3 separate regions of the Mus musculus genome follow, and all the other regions are linked to region 3. Evidence: chromatin contacts called from public Hi-C data. All regions are on one chromosome and are shown on one strand. Each heading gives the region's core, a stretch centred on a gene start, on an enhancer-like site or on the middle of the called end of the contact. The rest is flanking DNA. Distances are from core to core; before and after follow the strand shown. Region 1 has its middle 66 kb from the start of Gm34596. Region 2 has its middle 100 kb from the start of Gm34596. Region 3 overlaps Aff3 (AF4/FMR2 family, member 3).

Region 1 (2,837 bases), core at 205-2,704, 300 kb after region 3:
GCACTTTCTTTTTCTAAATGTTCACTTAGGAAGCCGTGCAAGAGTGATAGAAACATCCTGCTGGGCTCTTTGGGAGGAAGCTGGAGTCCACAGCTCATTAGGGATGTGACACAACATCAGTGGTCAAGCTCAGGATTCAACCTAAGTCCTGGCAGTCAATGGGCAACCTCAGTCCTGGTGGTCAACAGCTCCAGGGACTTTGGGATTCTCTCTGCACTGGTTCACAAAGAGGACACAGAGCAGGCTCAGTGGATAAGAGCACTTGTAGCTTTGCAGAGGACTTGTTGTCAGTTTCCAGACCCACATGGCAGTTTGCAACTTCACTTCCAGGGGTTCTGATACCCTCTTCTGGCCTTTGTGTGTGCACTGCATGAATATGGTTCACAGGCATGCAAGTAAAACGTCCAGATGTATAAAATTTAAACAGCAACAAAAACAAACAAATAAGCAAACAAAAGACTGGATCTCACTATGTAACCCAGGCTGGCCTATAACTTGCTATATAGCTCACACTGTACTATTATTGCCACCTTCCTGTCCCAACCTGCAGAACTGTGGTTACAGGTGCCCCCACCCATGCCCAGAGAAACAGTGTACTATTGCTTTAATTCCTGTAGCTAGAGCTAAAGAAGTGAGTCATCTGATATATTAAAAAAAAAAAAGTCTAAAAAACTTAGTTGTTCGTCTTGCACTGTGATAGCCCAAATGTCCATACTCATGGCTAAAAGTCACATGATCAACTATCCTGATTTTCCTAGGGCTGAAGGTTTCTGAGAACTGGAGATTTTCACAGAAATACTGGGAATGGTCACCTTCATGCCATTTCAATATAATAATAATAATAATAATAATAATAATAATAATAATAATAATAATAATAATTTACCTTGGATTCTTACTGGTTGACGTTCTTTTGGCAACCAACAACCAGGCTGTCTTCTACATTTTGTCCCTGGCAGCAACTCAGGCCACAGTGAAGCCATACCAGGGCCCACATTCCCACATTCCTTTCTCATTAAGTGGTGGCCTTCTTCCCAGGCATTCTGGGATAATTTGCTTTGTTGTTTAATGGGGGGATGTGGGCAGGCTCTTTAACCACCGCAGGTGGGGGGACTCAGGCACAACTCAGGAAGAGTGTGTTCCCAGAGGGGAAAGGAAGAACTCCTCTGCGTGCCTGGACTCTTCCTTCTAGGAGGCCCAGCTCCTCCACACTTCCATTATGATGTCTGTCTGCTCAGGCCTGGAAGAAGAGCTTCCTGCTGGGGAGAGATCATACGGCTTCCTCTGCTGCATGCGCTGCCTCACATCTGTCACACAGTGTGCACAAAGTAGCTTTCAATTCCTAAACTAACTTGAAATTCAATGCCAGCTAGCCCATGCCTTGGATTTCAGCATAGTAATTGGGCCACTGTCCAAGTCTCTAACGTGTGGCATCAGAGCTTTGCCTTGGGCTGTCTTTGTCATTTGGCTTCCTGCCAGCTGCTGTAATCTTTTCTTCACGTGAGTGACTTGGGAGATACACATCAACGCCAGTCTCCGGCGAGATGGTCCTGCCTCAGCTCTATCCACAATCTCATTTCCAGTAACAGCTCAATCATCCAGGGCAGCAGACAGGTCCCGATGGCAGGCGCATCGAGTGTCATCAGACTGGGCAGCAAAGTGAATTGACAAGCGCTGGAGGCCACTCATTTCCTCAGCCTCTGCTGGCACCAGCTAATGATCTGCATCGACATCTGAGCTAAGCCCTGTGAAATAAGGCCTTGCGCAGTGGCTGCTAATTCTAGCCACATCAGCAAAGCGAGCAGGCAGGTGAGCAGCCAGTGAGAAAGACCCTTCTTCTGAATTCAGTTCTTGTTTAAAAAGTGAGTAAAAAAAAATAATTGAGAAAGGAATGAGCCAGGATTTGGAATCATTTGTGTAAAATTCTATTTACATGAAAAGAAGCCGTGTACCAGAATGACGCACTCTAGGGGGTATTACAGACTAAATCATCTCAAGTTCCATCTATGAAACAGAACTCAGCCTCATCTCCTGACACCCCCACACCCCCTCTGTGGTAGAAATCAGTGGTGAAAACCAATTCCTCAGAGGGAAAAAAGATAGAAATATGAAACAAAGTATTGTTTTCTTCTCCTGTCTCTGAAGCACCAGTCCTTCAAAAGAGACATAAAAACATCACTTAAAACCCCAATCCTGATCTATCACAAAACTCTAAGAGTACGATTCTTCCTGGGGGTAAGCTAAAATCGGCTCGGAGGTCCCAGCGTGTAATTATTTTACCATCAAAGTCCAATTGCACTTTCTCACTGTTCGGATCTGTTTGTTTCTCCCTCAGCCATCAGCTGGCTCCCCCCTTACAAAGAGGAGCCTGGAAGGAAATTGAGTCCTTTCTGAGAACTAATAAAAGACCATCTCTCCCACAAGTGGTGTTTGGATTCTGGTTGTCATCATTTGGCTGGAAGAGACTCCAAGAAATGGGAGGGAGATTATTATACAAGAATACATATTGTAGGGAGATATGTGCCTCTTGATTCTGTGTTCCATTCCAGAAACTGAGTGATACAGATCTGAAATGCCTACTGATGCTTGCTCATGAGAGGGGGCAGGGTGTGGCTCGACCAGGGAACTTGGTCATCATTGACGAACAATTAACGAGTATTATGAAAAAGGAATGCTGGCATCACCTGGTCTGGCACACTCTCCAGTCTGAAGGATGGGCGGGGGGGAGGTTTCCTTTTCTAAGTTTACTTGATGTACCAAGAGAAACTGTTTCACACGTTCAAAGGTAAAGGATATTTAGGAATATTGCCTAATGACGCACCAGAAGCTCCCCAACT
Region 2 (2,902 bases), core at 393-2,892, 340 kb after region 3:
ATATGGTACAATATGGGATTGAATAGAGATTTTATCTTAATAACATCTCCATTAAATTAGAGACAGTGTTGTATGACAAGAAAGATAAGTCTGTTTATTCCAAAGGAGCAGAGCAAATGAACAACTGTGGGGAGATGCTGGGATTACCATTTGGGCATTCCGACAAACAACAGCATTCATCACTACTGTTGCAAGCAAGGGTTTTGAGGGATAATCCAGTTTCATTGTCAAAAGTGATACTTTAATTACTATGTAAGAGACACTGATCGTTCCCTCTCTGTGTCTGGCGGATATTTCTGAAAAAGAAGAGAGGGAAAGACCAAGACCTGCTGCCTTGGCAGAAGCGTCCCTCTGGGTGACATTACCAGCCCTTCGGACACCAGGATGTGACTGCCCAGGCTCCTGCACAGGAGACCATAAAACAAGATTAGCTAACTACAGGAATGGCAGTGCAGGGCTTTGGTGCTGTGCCCAGCCACAGAGCATCCTGGCTGTCACTTGCATGTCCAGCTTATCCTCCTGCTCCATGGGTGCTGTCCTTAGCTGTGGTCTCACTAGGACAGAATGCCAGGATTCGCCTCCTGCCCCCCCACACCCCAAAATATTAGTGAGCAGAAGCCCAGCCCAGGAGACAGGGAAGTCAGCTGGGAAGCCCAGCTCTCCTCCCCACTTGAGCCTGATAAGTTTCACTCTGGTTAACCCGGCATGAACTCTACAGCACTTGTCCCAGAGGACCAGGAGGGCATAGTATTGAACAGCAGCTGTTTTGTCTGCTACTTTGTTTATGTGTCCTTTTGTTTTAAATAACAACCTGTCAAATTTTACCTAGCCAGAAACCGAAGCTCTGCCCTGAGCACACGGCCACAGTGAAGTGACAGGACAAGTTCTCTGCTGTCACCTTCCTCCCTTGAGGAATAAACACCCAAGCCCAACATGCATGTACAGGACTCAAACACGTTTCCTAGTTTTGCCTTTAAGCAAGCACACATGCACACATACATGTGCACAAGCACACACTTGTGCACACATACCACACATGTATATGTGCATGCACATGAGCACGCACACACACACACATGCATGCACGATCTGACAAAAGATAGCGTTAGCATCAATAACAACAGCCAATATTCAGGACAAGCTTAGCATGGAAACAGTTTGGGAGTCAGTATAAGCCTCCTCCAGAATACACTGCTGTCAAGAGAGTCAGTGTGCAGCAGTAGGTGCCAATCCTATTTTTATACTAGCCCTACTGAATTCTTGATATCCAGCAAAGAAGGGGGGAAATCACAGCTTAACATAAAACGGCAGATGTAACGAAACCTCACTAACAGCTTAGTCTCATAAGGAGACAGATGGAAAACTTCTCTCCAGAGATGGCTGCTTCTAGAATTCCAGAAGGAGCTTGGGGTGGATTGGCTGGTAGGAGGCTTCGAAGGAGCTCAGGTCTGAATTTCAATGAGGAGGGAACACTTTTTAGTTTAAATGCAAGATTTCAGTTATCTCTCTTTTAGGAAACAGGGAGATTACACCATGCATCGGTTTCATCTAGGACGGAAAAAGCAGCACTCCAAACCTTAGGCTCTCCCTCAGTGTCTGAGTCCAGCAAAGAACGGAAGATGCTGCAGGCTCTTTGTTTCCTATAGAGGCACCACAATGCCATCATCTGTTCAGGAACAGAAAGGAAGAACCTTCCAAGGTGTTATCAGGGAACCCAAGTGTTGGAAAAGAATTATTTCCATGATAAAAACACTGCTGGCTTTTGGCTCACAAATAGGTGGAGAGGCCAATACCTACTTTCCAGGGTCTCAGGGGTCCAGCATCACGAAATGCTATGCAGTCTGCACAGTGCAGAACACACAACAGACTGCTGCCGAGCTCTACGTCACAGAGACGGCCCAGACTCTGCAAGCCTCATTTTCCTCATGGGAAAACAGGCCAGACTCACACAAGGCACAGGCCATCTCATTTGTGCCAAATCTGGACCACTTGGCTGCCTGGACCTTCCCTTCCCAAGATGTCATTCAGGGAAGGACGGTAGGTCCTCTGTAAGAGCCGCAGACCTCGTCCCATCAACAAAGGGCTTCTCCTGTGGACTGTGACACCTCCGTGGTTTATCCAGTACCCATCATCCTGTCAACATGACTTCAATATTAGAATGGCTCCACAGTCCTCAAGGCAAAATTTGCATAATACCCTGGTTAAGGTTTGGGGACTGTCCAAAGCACATCTCTTAGATGACATTCTTTGGGGGATTTATGCTAATAGGTCGTCCAAATCTTCACCATAATTACAGGCCGTTGAATCCAGTGGCCTGGTTCCTCTAAAACCTAATTCACTTTTTATATGAATCATGCATTTCAAAACAATGAGCACACGCTTCTCCTGGAAAACGCTGCAGACAACGGACTGCTCCATCCTCCCCAGCACTGCTCCAGCCTCCCCAGCACGCCCACCTGACTTTTGGACCCACCACACACTAGTACAAATGACTCAGGGGCATGAACAGCCAAGTGCAAATTCCACATTTTAAAAGATAGACTAGGAAAAAGGTGAACTTCCCTCTGAATTCCAAGAAAGCATAGGAAATGGTATGTTGAAAGTACGTTGCTGGCCAGGCAATGGTGGCGTATGCCTTTAATCCCAGCACTTGGGAGGCAGAGGCAGGTGGATTTCTGAATTCGAGGCCAGCCTGGTCTACAGAGTGAGTTCCACGACAGCCAGGGTTACACAGAGAAACCCTGTCTCGAAAAACCAAAAAATAAAATAAAATAAAAGTACATTGCCCTCCCCCTTTAAATGAAGAGAGGCAGCACACATGAGAAATTAAGAACCAAACCCTGTGATCATGTTAGTTATTCTGACATCAGACTTGAGGATCATCCATGGGGAGATGCTGGAA
Region 3 (2,802 bases), core at 163-2,662:
AGCTGTTGCTCACTCCCCTCCTCTGTAGAGGGATGCAGCTCTGCAGGCTGACCTTCTGTGTCCTTCCTGTAAGCTGAGACTCTGATCAGGAAGAGAGGCAGGGTACATGGGTCTGTCTGGATGGATGTTCATAGGTGAGGTCAGGATTCTCCCAGGTCTCCCCTACAGGTGCCAGGTAGAGACAAAACCTGCCAGAGGGGGCGAACCTACTAGCATGAATTGTTCATGGCTGTGAGCCTACCTTTAACCTTTAGCAAGTATTTCAGTTTCTAGTTGGACTTCTCATAGGTATCATGGCCTTGATTATTCTCTCATGTAAGTAACACCCAGGTCTCGTGTTGTCCTGAAGCGCCCCCTGCCCCCAACATACACACACTCTATAGCTTGAGCTGTTTGCTCTGCAACTTGAGGTCTTCTGAGTTTTGTGAAAGTCACTGATGTCCTGGTCCTCTGTCATTTTCTCTCACAGTGGGGCCAGTGTTCCTAAAGGAAGTCAGCTCTAAGCTACAAGATGATTAATATTTTAGGGAGAACTTTCTCAAGTTCTGTGCAGTTAATTCTACACCTAGTGAGACACACTGACCACTGTTGTGCTAGAAAATAAAACTCATCAAGAGACCCTGCTTCCAATGCTGGGTATTTCATGCACTGTTCTTCGTGTTTCAAGTAAACACAGGTTAACATCATGAACGATTCACACAGATGAGACCTTCCACCAAAGACCAAGCCAAGCTTGGTAATTTTGGACACTGTTTAGTTCCTACAAAGACATGAATTTTCTACATGTAAACTTCCACTTCTTCCTTCAGAGACAAAAAGCTATCAACCAACTGCTTATCAAACAAATGGCCCACCAGGGGGTGCAGTCTGCACTGGTTTCTGTTGTGGTCGCTCACTGTATGGACCTGAACTGTGGCAAAACCACTTTAAGAAGTGACTCAGAACATTCTACTGCTCCAAGAAAGACTATTCTTTGTGTTTTATTGTTTGACAAGCAATTTCAAAAGATTTTTTTTTAACACTTTTGTCTTACAAATTAGGGCCAAGTTGTAAAGAAACTAAGCAAGTATTTAAATTCCTCAGGGAAGTTCATACTAATGTTAAGTCTTTCCTATAATCAGTAATACTTTAGCAAAAAAAAAAAATTAGCAAATATCCTAGAACTATATGTTCTATACTGAGATTTCAAGTCAGCGTCATTTCTAACAAATCTGAAACGTCATTTCAACAGTAAGAACGAAGGCAGCTAACGGCTGTCAGTTCCAAAATAAAATGTTTGTTCTAGTCACAGGTTTACAGAGCTCTCCTCCAGAAGCACATGTAATGAATGAAGACACGCTGTTAGACATGCTGATTCACTGGGACACGTGAGTTCGAAAATGTATCTAGCAGGAGCCGTTCCAGGCATATGCAACAGTGGATGAGAACAGCGGCTTTCCCTGGGAAAATGAGTGTGCCCCACACTGCAGTCTGCACTGGCTCTAAGTCACATGCTCAGTAAGCTACTGCTTAAGGCAGACTCAGCTGGAAACTCTTCCCCTGGCAGCCAGGAGGGCGGTGGCTTCTGCACTGCAGTCCCACCTGCTGGGTCCTTACTCTGGGTCTTTGCCTTCTCCTCCCCCTGAGATCCAGTGCTGCTCTTCCTGAGGTGACAAGGGGACTACCGTGTACCACAGGGCTCCCAGAGAGTAGTAACCACCCAGGCCATTGCAAAAAAAAAAAAAAAAAGAAAAAAGAAAAAAAAAAGTCTGGCATTTTGAGGTGTGTTGTTAAATAACTGATTATGTATGCTCCAGGCTGACACACAGGGACTATCAAAGTGTCTCTCTGCTTGCACAGTTCCTTCATGGGGTGGCTTAGACATCCAAAGCCTCGGTCCTATACTTCAGGAACAGTTAGCAGCCCCCTCCTACCCTCCACAAACAGAAACAGTCAAAGCAGCCATGATGTGTCTTCTTCAGGCTGAAGGGAGTGAGGTAGACTAGATCCAAGGGTCTTGAGGTACTTGCGCAACAGTCAGTCGGATGTTTAAAAACATGCGATTGGTTTTTGTTTTGTTTTGTTTTTTTAACACAGTTGTTCCTGGGTAGCCACTGGGGATTGGTCCCCTGAAGGCATGCAGATCTGTAAATGCTCAAATCCTTTGTGTAACACGGTACGGTTTTTGTACAAAACCTACAAATGCCTTCCCATATGGTTTATGTCATCTCTAGATGACTAGAATACCCAACACAATGTGTTGAACAATGACTAGTGACATGGAGCAAGTCTAAGCATGTAAGCACAGATGTGGACATACTAGGTCTCACATCATGGCTCAGCACTGAGGCACGAGGCAGCGGACACCACACTTGAATCGCTGGAGAGAGCCTGGGATCTGTGAGGAGGTGGAGGCTGCAGGGGCCACACCCACACATCACACACACTCAGCGACAGCCTTGGCACACCATTCAGACTGTGGAGCTGCTTTCAGGACTCGTTCCTATGCTCCACAGGCCTGGGGAGCCTGTGGGAACAGAGGACTGGCTGTACTCTGCAGGGTATAAAAGAGCCCCAGGCTGCACAGTGGGAGACCTCAGTTTAAACTCTGCTCTGTGTGCTATGGCCTCTACCTCTCTCTTTCTACCTGGAAGACAGGGAGGGCACTACAATGAGGGAACACGGGTAACTCATGTGAAGGACACCCCAGCAGCACATGTTAAGCCAGGCTGCAGGGAATAGTGGAATAATTGAAGCATACTTCCAATCATGGAACTTGTTTAGCCTCGGATATTTCCTTTCATGTTTATGGGTAAAGGGTTC

The links. Hi-C and Micro-C count contacts between places; a contact is called where the count stands out from the background.
Region 1: a contact with region 3 is called in a Hi-C map of the G1E-ER4 cell line, with 2.5 times the contacts expected there. The contact joins two enhancer-like sites. A contact is called at or near these places in 9 of 39 promoter capture datasets (the 3T3-L1 cell line, 3T3-L1-derived adipocytes, the C10 cell line and 5 more), 1 of 15 datasets of contacts at CTCF or cohesin (the NIH/3T3 cell line), 1 of 484 Hi-C or Micro-C datasets (the G1E-ER4 cell line), 2 of 115 datasets of contacts at active chromatin or transcription factors (T-cell acute lymphoblastic leukemia and embryonic basal ganglia) and 1 of 9 other capture datasets (embryonic stem cells).
Region 2: a Hi-C map of cortical neurons shows a contact between it and region 3, with 3 times the contacts expected there. The contact joins two enhancer-like sites. A contact is called at or near these places in 10 of 39 promoter capture datasets (the C10 cell line, the HPC-7 cell line, cranial neural crest and 7 more), 3 of 484 Hi-C or Micro-C datasets (CD8 T cells, cerebral cortex and cortical neurons) and 1 of 115 datasets of contacts at active chromatin or transcription factors (embryonic basal ganglia).

What each region holds. Positions count from the first base shown.
Region 1 is chr1:38,694,952-38,697,788 of GRCm38.p6, forward strand. No RefSeq gene overlaps it. Among named protein-coding and RNA genes, the nearest start is that of Gm34596, 66 kb to the left of the region's middle. Within about 2 kb of position 1,455, at least 16 of the 459 cell types and tissues checked have an H3K27ac peak or open chromatin away from gene starts, as enhancers often do. A contact at or near this core is called in the G1E-ER4 cell line, where this site is marked.
Region 2 is chr1:38,728,954-38,731,855 of GRCm38.p6, forward strand. No RefSeq gene overlaps it. Among named protein-coding and RNA genes, the nearest start is that of Gm34596, 100 kb to the left of the region's middle. Within about 2 kb of position 1,643, at least 15 of the 459 cell types and tissues checked have an H3K27ac peak or open chromatin away from gene starts, as enhancers often do. A contact at or near this core is called in cortical neurons, where this site is marked.
Region 3 is chr1:38,392,264-38,395,065 of GRCm38.p6, forward strand. The region is part of intron 5 of Aff3 (AF4/FMR2 family, member 3); the gene reads right to left. Among named protein-coding and RNA genes, the nearest start is that of Gm16150, 170 kb to the left of the region's middle. Within about 2 kb of position 1,413, at least 62 of the 459 cell types and tissues checked have an H3K27ac peak or open chromatin away from gene starts, as enhancers often do. A contact at or near this core is called in the G1E-ER4 cell line and cortical neurons, where this site is marked.